Regions from separate parts of the Mus musculus genome. Here region 1 is linked to region 2. A link is a contact called in public HiChIP or PLAC-seq data. All regions are on one chromosome and are shown on one strand. Each heading gives the region's core, a stretch centred on a gene start, on an enhancer-like site or on the middle of the called end of the contact. The rest is flanking DNA. Distances are from core to core; before and after follow the strand shown. Region 1 holds the start of Commd6 (COMM domain containing 6). Region 2 overlaps Tbc1d4 (TBC1 domain family, member 4).

Evidence for each region. HiChIP or PLAC-seq counts read pairs in DNA pulled down with a chosen protein or histone mark.
Region 1: a contact with region 2 is called in an H3K4me3 HiChIP or PLAC-seq map of bone marrow-derived macrophages, with 3 times the contacts expected there. The contact joins the promoter of Commd6 here to the enhancer-like site in region 2. A contact is called at or near these places in 6 of 39 promoter capture datasets (the C10 cell line, the HPC-7 cell line, HPC-7-derived erythroid cells and 3 more), 5 of 484 Hi-C or Micro-C datasets (CD4 T cells, Th1 cells, cortical neurons and 2 more) and 6 of 115 datasets of contacts at active chromatin or transcription factors (the 230-238 cell line, acute myeloid leukemia, bone marrow-derived macrophages and 3 more).

Annotation. Positions count from the first base shown.
Region 1 is chr14:101,638,540-101,644,853 of GRCm38.p6, reverse strand. It overlaps Commd6 (COMM domain containing 6), which reads left to right and starts at 4,383. Exons shown (of 4, transcript NM_001033132.3): 1 at 4,383-4,465; 2 at 4,555-4,566. The coding sequence starts at 4,418.
Region 2 is chr14:101,478,519-101,485,281 of GRCm38.p6, reverse strand. Tbc1d4 (TBC1 domain family, member 4) reads left to right here. Exons shown (of 19, transcript NM_001081278.2): 9 at 6,077-6,151. Among named protein-coding and RNA genes, the nearest start is that of Tbc1d4, 130 kb to the left of the region's middle. Within about 2 kb of position 1,796, at least 26 of the 459 cell types and tissues checked have an H3K27ac peak or open chromatin away from gene starts, as enhancers often do.

The DNA.
Region 1 (6,314 bases), core at 3,134-5,633, 160 kb before region 2:
AAGGAAGGAAGAGAGGGAGGAAAGGGAGAGGGCCTGGTCTGGACCAACATATCTCTTCTCTTCTCTTCTCTTCTCTTCTCTTCTCTTCTCTTCTCTTCTCTTCTCTTCTCTTCTCTTCTCTTCTCTTCTCTCTCTCTCTCTCTCTCTCTCTCTCTCTCCCTCCTTGTACACACACACACACACACACACACAGCTCTAATCTTAAAGGAAATAAAAGATATTTTAACTCTGTAGCCATTTTGAGTGACCATGCCCTGGAACACAGATTTTGCTTAACCCAAATTCCATGTTCCAATGTAAAAGAAGTTTCATGAAGTTTGTATAGTTACACAACAACAACTGCAGCAACAACAACAATGACATTGAGATGGGAGAAGCTTTTCTATAGTCTCAAGATACTATCTGATGACATTCTTAGCTTTTGGATTGGTGGAAGCTAGCAGTGTGCTAAGTTAATAGATTCTAAAAGGATTCCATTTATCAAGCCACTAGTTGTTCATTCTGACACAGAAGTGGGTGGAGAACGGCTGTTTTGGGGGGCTAGAGCTAGATCAAGATAAGGTAAATTAGCCTTTGGACTACACCACTCCAATCTCTCCACAGTACTGAAATTCTTGTCAGCCAACCTGTCTCTGCAGACACAGCCTCTTTTCAAGAATTTCACTTTCAGAAAGGGGTGCTCATATTGAATAATAACTGTCAAAAATTCATAGGCCATGTGTGATGATGTATAAGGCAGCCTGGTCTAAATAGTGAGTTCTAGGATAGCAAGGGCTACAAAGTGAGACCCTGCCTCAAAAAATTAAGATAAAATAAAATTCGCATAAAATAGAGTAAACAGAAGTTAACTTTAACATATTTGTTCTTTCTGCTTTGGGAAATTTTTTGTAAAGATCAGGTGAGGGGTGTAGTGCCAGGGAAAGGTTGAAATGTCCCAAAGCAGACAGGAGCTGATCCAATGCAACCACAGTAGGGCCTTTTTATTCCAGCTAGCTCAGGTCCCCCTAGCCCCAGGGCACTGCTATCACACATGATGGTTTTGGTGGTGGGGTGCTCCTAAAATCTACCAGGGCAAGGCTTTATTGGAAGCTACAAGCAGGAGCGTGGGTGTTTATGCATCTAATTGGAGAGCTACCCCGGCCTTTAACATAATTGGCTGGTACTGGGAGTCATATCATAAACTTAATTGCTGCTTCTCTCTGCATTGGTGGTCGTTAGGCAGGGGGTAGGCTTGTAACCTGGGAGTGCAAATCTGTTGGGGCAATACTTGGAGACTCTGGTGTTGGGGGTTAGCCTAGAGATTGGAGCTAGGCTCAGGTTTTGTTGGGGATTGACTTGGAAACTAATGTTAGGTACCAGCCTGTTAATTTGTCTGAATTCAAACTTAGGTCAGGTTTTCTACAATGGAGTCTAAATTTAAAAGCTTTGACCTCTCAGGGTTATATGTTTATGTGTGTCTTCTCTATTCCCAGCAGCAAGGAGCTGGGAAGGGGGCAGTTTGTGGTATGGTGGTATACATCTTTAATTCCAGCACTCAAGAGGCAAAGGAAGGTAAATCTCTGTAAGTTAGAAACCAGCTCGGTCTTCATAGTGAGTCGCAGGCCAGCCAGGGTTACATAGTGAGAGCCTGCGTTTTTTAAAAAAGGAAAATATTCCAATAACTAGAAGTAATGTATTGATCAACTGGATGTATAATACTGTTCCATCTTTTTATCCTGTTTCTTTGGGTGAGGGCTTTCTCTCATACAGGGATTCTTTTTTTTTTTTTTTTTTTCTGCCATGTGCCTCCAGGGATGGAGCTCCGTCTGTCCGTGTTTGTTTGTTTGTTTGTTTTTGTTTTTGTTTTTCCGAGACAGTGTTTCTCTGTATAGCCCTGGCTGTCCTGGAACTCACTCTGTAGACCAGGCTGGCCTCGAACTCAGAAATCCACCTGCCTCTGCCTCCCGAGTGCTGGGATTAAAGGCGTGCGCCACCACGCCCGGCTCATACAGGGATTCTTTTCTGCAAGTTATTTAGTACATTTAAGTAAGCCCGATAATACTGGCTAGAGATTGTTTTAGATTTTCAACTACAGCATGCATGGCATAGTTCTTGGTGTTTGCTGTATGTACTTTAACTAGTACAGTTCAGCAATCCGAAGTGAGCTATTTTGTGGTAAGTGGACCTCTAAAGATGTTCAGCCTATAAAGATAACATCTCTATTCAACAAAACTGTAATATAGGGATTATTCAGAATATGTAATTTCAGTTATATACTTTAATGCCTATGGAAATTATTCTAGATCATTTGAGTACGCATTACTTAACCATCTGAAGCCTTAAAAACAGAGAATGTAGGTAAAAGAAAGGAAAGGAGAAATTGTCTAGTTAGATTAGCAAACATGAGGGAGACGTGTTTTACTATTTGGCTTTGCAATGGCAGTGAAGACACAAAGACATGGGTATGAATCGTCTCTAAAACCCGAGAATCCTTGAAAACTAGCAAAATAAGAACCTGCATGAAATTAAGCCCTAACAACAACTTGAATGAATTGAAAAGCAGATTCTGTCCCAAGCCTTTGAGGAAGCACCAGCTATTTACATGCCTTACTTGGATTGATGTTGAGTTTCCAGACTTATGGTTAGAGTGTTCTTTTATATATATATATATACATATATTTTATTAGGTATTTTCCTCATTTACATTTCCAATGCTATCCCAAAAGTCCCCCATACCCTCCCCCCCACTCCCCCCCACTTTTTGGCCCTGGCATTCCCCTGTACTGAGGCATATAAAGTTTGCATGTCCAATGGGCCTCTCTTTCCAGTGATGGCCGACTAGGCCATCTTCTGATACATATGCGGCTAGAGACATGAGCTCCAGGGTACTGGTTAGTTCATATTGTTGTTAAACCTATAAAGTTGTAGACCCCTTTAGCTCCTTGGGTACTTTCTCTAGCTCCTCCATTGGGAACCCTGTGATCCCTCCAATAGCTGACTGTGAGCATCCACTTCTGTGTTTGCTAGGCCCCGGCATAGTCTCACAAGAGACAGCTATATCTGGGTCCTTTCAGCAAAATCTTGCTAGTGAATGCAATGATGTCAGCGTTTGGAGGCTGATTATGGGATGGATCCCTGGATATGGCAGTCTCTAGATGGTCCATCCTTTTGTCTCTGCTCCAAACTTTGTCTCTGTAACTCCTTCCATGGGTGTTTTGTTCCCATTTCTAAGAAGGGGCAAAGTGTCCACACTTTGGTCTTCTTTCTTCTTGAGTTTCATAAATTGTATCTTATATCTTGGGTATTCTAAGTTTCTGGGCTAATATCCACTTATCAGTGAGTACATATCATTTGAGTTCTTTTGTGATTGGGTTACCTCACTCAGGATGATGCCCTCCAGGTCCATCCATTTGCCTAGGAATTTCATAAATTCATTCTTTTTAATAGCTGAGTAGTACTCCATTGTGTAAATGTACCACATTTTCTGTATCCATTCCTCTGTTGAGGGGCATCTGGGTTCTTTCCAGCTTCTGGCTATTATAAATAAGGCTGCTATGAACATAGTGGAGCATGTGTCCTTCTTACCGGTTGGGACATCTTCTGGATATATGACCAGGAGAGGTATTGCGGGAACTTCCGGTAGTACTATGTCCAATTTTCTGAGGAACCGCCAGACTGATTTCCAGAGTGGTTGTACAAGCTTGCAATCCCACCAACAATGGAGGAGTGTTCCTCTTGGTTAGAGTGTTCTTAGGAGACAAGCGCTCATTTATTTAAGAAAAAATCGTTAAGCACATTTGTACAGTAAAGCTGTAACCGTTGGTAAATGTGGGTGGCATGTTATTATTTGCAACTTGTATGAAAATATTTTCAAGGTTTTTTTTTTTTCTCCTAAATAAAATATTGGCAGGAGAATAAAAATCAGTGTGGATATTCTCTGCAGAATGCATCTGGTGTCAACAGAAGAGAAGACAGGATGAGAAGTTGCTGCTGAAATTTGGAGTAATAGCAGAGATTTTAAAAAGGCTCCACCCTCCTTAAGTCAGGCTAAGCCGGTGAACTCGGTCCCAGGGAAGAGTTCTCGCTAGACAATTGTAGTTATAGTCACACCAGAGTCCACACTAGGGGTGTGGCCACAAGCCGATTGGTGTCACTGCAGGCACAGTGACTTTGCGCTTGCGCAGAGATGAGCCCACTTCTTGCCCTACGATGGGGGAGCCGACATCCTGGATGTCACGAGTCCTCCACCAGGTTTCCTGCACGTCTCTGGACCTTTCTCCCCCCCACAGAACTTTCCCTTTCCCAGTATCTCATAAAACTGATGTTTAACTGAGACAAAACTCGAATTACATAGAAATCTATTCTCCGCAACCTAGCGTGAGTGGGCGGGGCCTAGGTCCGGAAGCGGAAGTGCTGGCCGGTGGATCACACTGTGGTCATGGAGGAGTCTGGGTTCAGGGAGCCCGTGCTGGATGCCAAGTCGGAGGTGAGTACGGGCTGGAAGGAGAAGGGTCTGGGGCGGACGCTGGCGCCCGGACTGCGTTTCTCTAACTCGTGTCTCTGCTTCCGTTCCAGGTCACGGGCCAGGTGAGTGGCCGCCCCGCCGTCCCATCCCCTGCTCGCCGATCCTTCCCCGGGCTGCGCTTCCCTCTTGCACCCGAGGGGATGGCCGCTGTGGCTGTCACTTAAACTGCCCTGCCCCTAGAGTGCAGCCCGAGCGCTGGTCCACCTTTATTAGGCACCCTTTATTCCTTTACTCCAAGGCAGGAATACGATGTTTTCAAATGTGACGCTTACAAGAGACATTGCTAAGATTTGCAAAAATAGCGTCCTCCCTTTTTCTTTTAACGATAGCTTATTTTGAGGCGGGCTAGCCGGGGAACTTTGCTAGGAAAACCAGACTGGCTTGAGCTCTCTCAGATCCACTGGCCTCTGCCTCTGAGGCGCAGGGATCGAAGGTGTGCTCCGTCAAGCTCAGTCATTTCTTTAAAGACCTTACTCTGAAGAGGAACTCTAACTTGTCTAACCTCTCTTATGTTACATTAAGAATAAATAGGATTTTTGACTTCCTAAAGTTATACTAACACTTTTCCAAGACAGAACATTGGGAGTTTTAGTCAGGAGTTACCTATGTTCACCTAAATATAAGAAAAGTGCTGAAGTTAAAACATGGTAAGAATACAGAGGCTGAGAGAAGAGTGTACTGACTGCTCCTTGTCTCCAAATGATTTTTTTTTTTTTGGAAGCAGGCTCTCACTAAACTTCTGAGGTCGGCCTTAACTTGTAACCCACACTGGCCTCGAACTTGTGGTCATCTGGCCTCAGCATCTAACTGGCTGGATTTAGAGCTTAGAAGTCTCCAGCTTTTCTTGCTGTTGGTTTGGAAGAGTCCTGCAAGGGCACTCTGTGATACGGATAAACCTGCTCTATTTTGTGTAACCGTATATGAAGTTAGTGGCTTTTTGTTGCTTTGTTCTTGTTTTAAGATTTTATCTGTCTGTATAACACGTGGGTCCCTAGAGACCAGAAGGGGCCTCAGAGTCGCTGGAATTGCAGAAATAGATGGTTGTGAGCTGCCATGTAGGTGCTGGGAACTGAACCTGGGTCCCCTGGAAGAGCAGCAAGTGCTTTTAACCACTGAGCCATCTCTCCAGTCAGAGTTACCTGAGTTGGTTTATTATTACTATTCAACCCCACGTTATTTTGACCTCTCGTTTTGTATGTTCCATTAAAGATGCTTTGAAACTGACCTGTACTGGGCTGTACGTATCTATGTATGTACGTATGAAGTTTATATGTATGTATTTTAGGAAACTTTTCCACCCTAAAGCAATATGAATCCATCGGTCACAGTTCTGGGAGTCAGAGGTATAAAACCAGTTTTACAGGGCCAAGGTGGAGGAAGGTTGTGGTCTGGCTGCAGGGGAGGGTCTCTTGTTTGTCTCTTCCTGCTCTTAGAGCCCACCTCCTATCTTGTTTGTGGCCTCAGCTCAGTTCCAACCCCTGCCTCTCTTCTGACTCCAACCCTCTTTCCTTCCTTCTAGAAAAGCTGTTATTACATTGGGATCACACCCAGGAAAATGCAGCCCACGATCTTAATTCTGTTAAATCTTTAATGTCTGCTTTCTCACAAGGAGAAAGTCTCTGATTAGGACACAGATGTATCTGAGTGGCAAGGGTGCCATAATCCCCTCCATACAGTCATTCACCAGTGTCTGGTCATATGATTATATACACGAGAAAAACCACGATAATTTACAAGACTATCAGAATTAATAATGAATTTAAAAAAGATGATTCAGGTTTTTTTTTTTTTTGCATAGTTCACACACAAA
Region 2 (6,763 bases), core at 547-3,046:
GGTTTAGAAGTGAGTGGGGCGTTTTCATTATGGTGGGTATATTTATATCCCAGCGTGTCCAGCTAATATTGCCCATATGTGCATGGATGGAGGGTTATCAAGTGGAGCATAGGCAAACCTTTACTTTCATTTTTAAGCAGAACTTATAGGAGAAACCAGTGAAGAGGATTGAGCCTGTCTGCCAGTCTCCTTGACTATGATCATATGCTAACATCTTTTTATTTTATTTTATTTTATTTTATTTTATTTTATTTTATTTTATTTTATTACTTATTCACTTTACATCCTGTTCACTGCCCCTACTCCTGGCCACCCCCTCCCACATGCCTTCTGCTATTCTTTTTTCTCCTTTTCCTCTGAGCAGGTGGGGGCACCCTTGGGTATCCCCTACCTTGGAACTTCAATCTCTGCAAGGCTTGGTGCTTCCTCTTCTACTGAGGTCAGACAAGGCAGCCCAGTTAGAACATATCCCACATATAGGATATGTTCCAGGATAACCCCATTCAAGTTGTTCAGGACCCACAAGAAGGTCAAGCTGCACATCTGATACATATGTGCTGCGAGACCTGGGTCCAGCCTGTGTACGTTCTTTGGTTGGTGGTTCAGACTCTGAGAGTCCCAAGGGTACAGGTTAATTGACTCTGTGGGTCTTCCTGTGGAGTTCCTATCTCCTTTGTGGCCCACAATTCTTCCTGTTCTTCCATAAGAGTCCCCAAGCTCCATCCACGGTTTGGCTGTGGGCATCTGTATCCATCTCAGTCAGCTGCCAGGTGGAGCCTCTCAGAGGACAGCCATGCTCCTGTCTGCAAGCATCACAGAGATGAAGTGGCCGAGTGGTTAAGGCAATGGATTGTTAACATCTTTTGTGGGGCTTTTCGGGAATAGAACCCTGAACTTATCATATCAAAATATATAGGAAGTGGGACTGGGGCCGCTGGTGTAGAAGTACTACAGGTGATTCTGATGTACAGTGTGAAGTTTCTACTTAACTCACCATTGTGATGCTTCATGCTTCAGGCCAGCATTTATTCTTATGGTATGGACACACTTGAGCAGCTATACCATTATCTAGGACAGTGGTTCTCAACCTTCCTAATGCTATTCCCTTTAGTGCAGTTCCTTAGGTTGTGGTGACCTCCCCAACCATGTAACTGTTTTGTTTCTACTGTTATGAATCATATTGTAAGTATTTAATAGGCCACCTTAAAGGGACTGCAACTCACAAGTTGAAAACTGCTGGTCTAGGACCCTGTCTGTCATACAGAATCCTGGCCTAACCTTAGAACTGCCTCATCAGAAAATCTGGAGTCATGTCCAATAGTGTGGGCTTTAACAATCCCCCCAAAGCCACACCGACACAACCTCAAGTTTGAGAGCTGCTGCTCCGGACAAGTGTGATACTTGAAGCTCTGACACCTCAGGTAGGGGATTTACCAATACCTGTCAAAATGTCACCTGCAGGAAGGGAACACAGTTTTTCGTAACAAGTTCATCAGAATGATGGAGTAGCTGGTGAGGGACCTGAAAGCAAGATCTGGCCCTGGCAGCCTTTAAGAACTTAGACAACTTCATTTCTATTCAACTGTAGTTTCACCATTTGTAAAATGTGCATTGCAGTACTGAGTTACATTATAAATTAGCATTGTGAAAGGACCACTCTAGAAGTGTGACCTCGCAATTCACTGTAGGCTGGAAACCTGATGTTTACAAAGAAGCTGAAGGGCTGCCCTTGCCCTCCATTTAGACCTTGGTACTCTGCACAGTCCTTGCCAGGCTGACTTTGAAGTGTCTCTTCTGCATGCCTTGAATTGCTGTAACGGCTCCCAGCAAGGCCAAGGCCAATCTATTTTGGTCTCCGTGAATACTGTAGCTTTTGTGTATTGGGGTGATGCCAAATGCTATAAATGTTGTGGCCTACCAAGGTCTTCCCATGTAACAGAAGGCTGGCCACTCCATCTGTCTGGTGAAAGTCTGACAGATCTAACGGGGTTTGTGTTCCACAGCTTGTGTTTCCCCAATTTGGGTGACAGAGTAGAACTTCAGTTCAGCCTGAGTGTAGCTCTACATTGCTTTCCAAAGTGAGATGTACTTGTTTATAAGATGGGATTCCTGTTATAATTTCTTAGAAGCTCAGATCATTAACACTGAAACGTGGGCCCAAGGAAAATGACAGGCACAGGAGTTCCCCATTCGTCTTGCTTTAAAACTGGGAAAGCTGTATGTTTAGAGATTGAAGACAGAACCGTGTGTTCTGGGTGCTTTTTGCTGTTTCTCGGGTTCCCTATATACACTCTGGTGTAAAATGTGACTTATTTTGAATCCCTTTCTGATCTTGAGAGCAATGTCCACTGTTTGGTTTGTTGAGACAGGGTTTCTCTGTATAACCTTGGCTGTCCTGGATCTCACTTTGTAGACCAGGCTGGCCTTGAACTCAGAAATCCGCCTGCCTCTGCCTCCCAAGTGCTGGGATTAAAGGTGCGCCCACCACTGCCCGACTATGATGTAAATTCTTTTTCTCATGGGAATGGTCTGTGACATGGGGACAGGTTGTCATATAAGCTACAGCTAAAAGTAGCAGGCGTCATCGGCCTTACTGAATGTCTTCCAGCCACACACTATTGCAAACGTTCATTAGCTGTAAATATATCTCCTAACTAGATGCTTGCTTGCTATCATGCAGAATTAAAAGGTTTAAAGAGCACTGAGAGATTCTAGGTCATTTCAGGACACCTAACTCCACATACCTAATGTAGGTGAATTCCCTGTTGTAATTTCACCTTCCCGTAAAGCCAGACCACACGGGGGCAGCACTGAGTAAGGGCTCAAGGGCATACTTTTTTATTTTTTATTTGGAGTAGATAATTTTTATTTTGCTGTTTAGAATTAAAACAATTTGTTTTTACGTGTTCACTTTATACCCCTCTCACTGTCCCCCTCCCCATCACCCCATCACAATCCTTTCCCCTTCCCCTTCCCCTTCCCTGCCCCACCTGCTCACAGAGCATACTCTTAATTGTGCTTTCTGTGTTTACATTGCTGCCTGTCCTTTGCCAGCTAGGAAGTTGCCTTGACCACAATAACCTATTAGAATTTCCATGCAGTGTGAAATGCTTACCACCACGTGGCTCTTGATCCATGGCTGTGACTTTTATTGTTGATTTAGTTGTTATTCTCTAAGGAGCCTATGGAGATCTCAAACATACACACACACACACACACACACACACACACACACACAAACACACTCATGCACACTGATCATGAATAAGAATAATTTACTTTGTAAAGCAAGATAGGCTGCCATAAGTATGAAACAATTAACTAAGGGTAAGGAAGAGCTCTGAACACTTTCAGTAGTAGCTACAAAGGAAAAGTTCAGTAGAAGGCTAGAAAAGCAAGTCATCTGGAAAACAGAAGAAAACAACGCAGTGGGAAAACGAAACACTGTAAAACTTTAAGGCATATGTTCTGGGAGCTCCACCAAAGGACAAAGGACAAAGCTCCCAAAAGACACAGCACAGGTTTTCAAATAAATAATTAAAGAAAATATGTTAGAGCTCATGAACATGGCTTTCTAGATCTAATAGACTCAGAAAAATGCACATTAGAGCAACTGGATAAAGTTCACATTAAGGCCTGTTGTCATGGAGTCTCTGTTGCTTAAAAGGGGAAACAGCGCCAGGTACAGAGAAGCCGTAGAGCCACAAAGCCTGTGAACAAAGGATGCCGTGCAAGGATAAGGGATGATGAAGGAAGCTTTTCACACATCCACGTGAACTACTAGTGAAGTGTAAGCACAGAATAGGGACATTTGCAGCTATGCCAATCAAGATGAACGCCATCGCAGCCTCCCCCTTCTCAGAAAGTACCTGGTGAATGTGTGCCACCAAAATGAGGAAGAACACCGAGAAAGAGGAAGATGGGACTCTAATGCCAGAGGCTTCAAAGGAAATGTTTCGGTTGATGGTGAAAAGGCTACCAGGAAGCTCTATAGATCCAGTCCAGATTGGGGCAGGAGGACAAAGGTCTCAATACTGAGTTCAAAGATGAAGACTGTCACTGTTGGATCTTGTGATGTTTGACCATACGATGATCTGTTGGAAAATTTCATGACTACCAAATAAGAAGTCATTTTTAACACCTTAAGAAAGGAAGAGACAAGACACAAGATGCAATCATATGAAATTGTGGCAGCTATGTAGATGACCGCAAACAGTCCTTACAAAGGCAGGATAATAAAAGTAGAAAAGACAGATTGAACTGGCGATAAAATGACATTGAGGGAGGAGGAAAGTGAGAGGGAAGGGAAAGGAAGAGAGAGAATATGTGTTAAAACAAGCAAGAATACTTAATTCGTCTTCCAGATCCTGTCTGAAGCAGGAAGACTAAGGAATGACACCATGAGTGGCATACTGGAAGCATCAGTACAGATCAGTGGTCCTCAGCAGGGGTGAGGGCTCACAAGCCCTTTGGGGGAGTCCCATGTCAGCTATACTGTATGTCAGATATTTACATTCTGACTCATAATAGGAGTACAATCATAGTTCTGAAGTAGCAACAAAATACTTTTGTGGTTGGGGGGGGGTCCCCACAACGTGAGGAACTTTATCAGAGACGTAGCATTAGGAAGGTTGAGAACTGGCGTAAATCATCTCGAGGCTTGCTTTTGGGGGTGTGGTTCCCAGTGTGAGCGAAGAAGGTGGTAGTACAACGTTGCAAGAAAAGACTGGCTAACAAAATTTGAGTTTTGGGATTTTGTACAGGTATTACTTGGATTAAAGATTAAAATAAAATTTAATTCCTTCCAACCTCCCAAATTGAACTCACTCATATATATATGTGTGTGTGTGTGTGTGTGTATATATATATATATATATATATATATATATATACACACATACATATACACACACACATATATATAAACACACACACATATATACACATACACATATACATGTACGTATACACATGTATATATACACACATATGTAAATATATATGTATGTATGTATCTATCTATACATATACACTATTTATTAGTATATATGAGGGTAGATTTAAAAACAGCAAATACTGTGAGATGCTGTGAATCCCTTCTTTTTTGCAGAGGCCCTGGTCCATGCCAGACTTGCATTTCTGGTCACTCCGTTTAGAAGCTCTCCGTGTCTTTAATGCGTCACCTCTTAAGACCTTGTGTATGATTGCTTCTCAACACACCTCTGTGTTCTGTTTCCTCTATTTGGCTTAGGTTTTTTTCATGTGTAACATGAGACGAATAGATAGCCGTCTGTTATGTTATATCATGTTTTTTAGATTGTGTTGAGATGTCTACCAAGAGCCAGTCATTAATCGTGACATTGACTGACATCTAAGCTTGTATAGTGAATTGATTTATTGGCATTATGGGATAATGAATAAAGCAGAACCAATAACATTTAGGAGGCCCCTTTGAGGCTATGAAGGACAGAACTCTGGTTTCTGTACAGGCTTAGCCAGTACTCATGATTTTGACAAAATACTTGTTCAGGCTGGTCTTGAACTCACTCTGAAGCTCATGCTGGTTTCAAATGTGGAACTTGTAATCCTCCTGCCTCAACCTCTCAAGGACTGTGATACTCTGTTTTTACATATTTATTACATTCCTGTGATGTGAATTGTGATGTTTAAAACAAATTGTGAGGAAGGTGTGTGTCTCTTGCTTGGTATCTTAATGTCCTGTCCACATTTGCATTTGTCTGTGTGAGGTAAGACTTACCGACACGTTCACCGGTCTTGTGGATGAGAAACTTTTGAGGCTGACAGCAGAGTAACTCCTGAAGCTTGAGGCATCTTTGTAGTTGTCCCAACAGCTGAGTGAGGAACAATGGCAGTTTGGAAGAGTTGTGTGCTCTGTGCTCTGGTGGGTTGAGAGGTACATCTGTAGTAACGGGGTTACTACAGCTGGCCAGTTTGAGTGAACCGAGGGGATTAGCTTAATGCTTAAGTGGCATGAAAACTCTGAGTTACCTTCTGTACATTTCCTGTACAACTGCAAGCTGCATTCCTAACGATCCTGTCTGCACTCTTCACACAGGGAGCTAACAGGATGAGAGGTCGGCTTGGAAGTATGGACAGCTTTGAACGCGCCAACAGTCTTGCCTCAGAGAAGGTATTTATCTGGTCACAGCTCTCAGGTTTACCAGGCACTACTCTTAGCCAAAGCTGTGGTAAAACATGAATGCCAGATTATTTTGCGCTTTTTTTTTATCTTTTGATAAATAAATATTGGATGCTCTGTTGTTTTAAATGAGAAGACTCTGGGTATCAGCAGTTTATTTTTCATCCGGCTAAGCTCCCTCCTGTTGGAACGCGGTATACCCTTCATTGGCTGACTCTGCTCTTTTGCTTTGCACTACAGATAATTTGCATATAGCGTTTGAGCAACTGTTGATTTAAAGTCAAACAAATGGAAGGATCCAGTTACCACACCATAAATAGACACATACACACAGTCACACACGCACACATACAGACACACACGGGACACACACAGACACACACAGCACACACAAGACACACACAAGACACACGCAGGGCTGGAGAGATGGCTCAGTGGTTAAGAGCACTGACTGCTCTTCCAGAGATCCTGAGTTCAATTCCCAGCACCCACATGGTGGCTCACAACCATCTGTAATGGGATCTGATGCCCTCTTCTGGTGTGTTTGAGGACAGCTACAGTGTACTCATATACATAAAATAAACAATTCTTTAAAAAAAGACA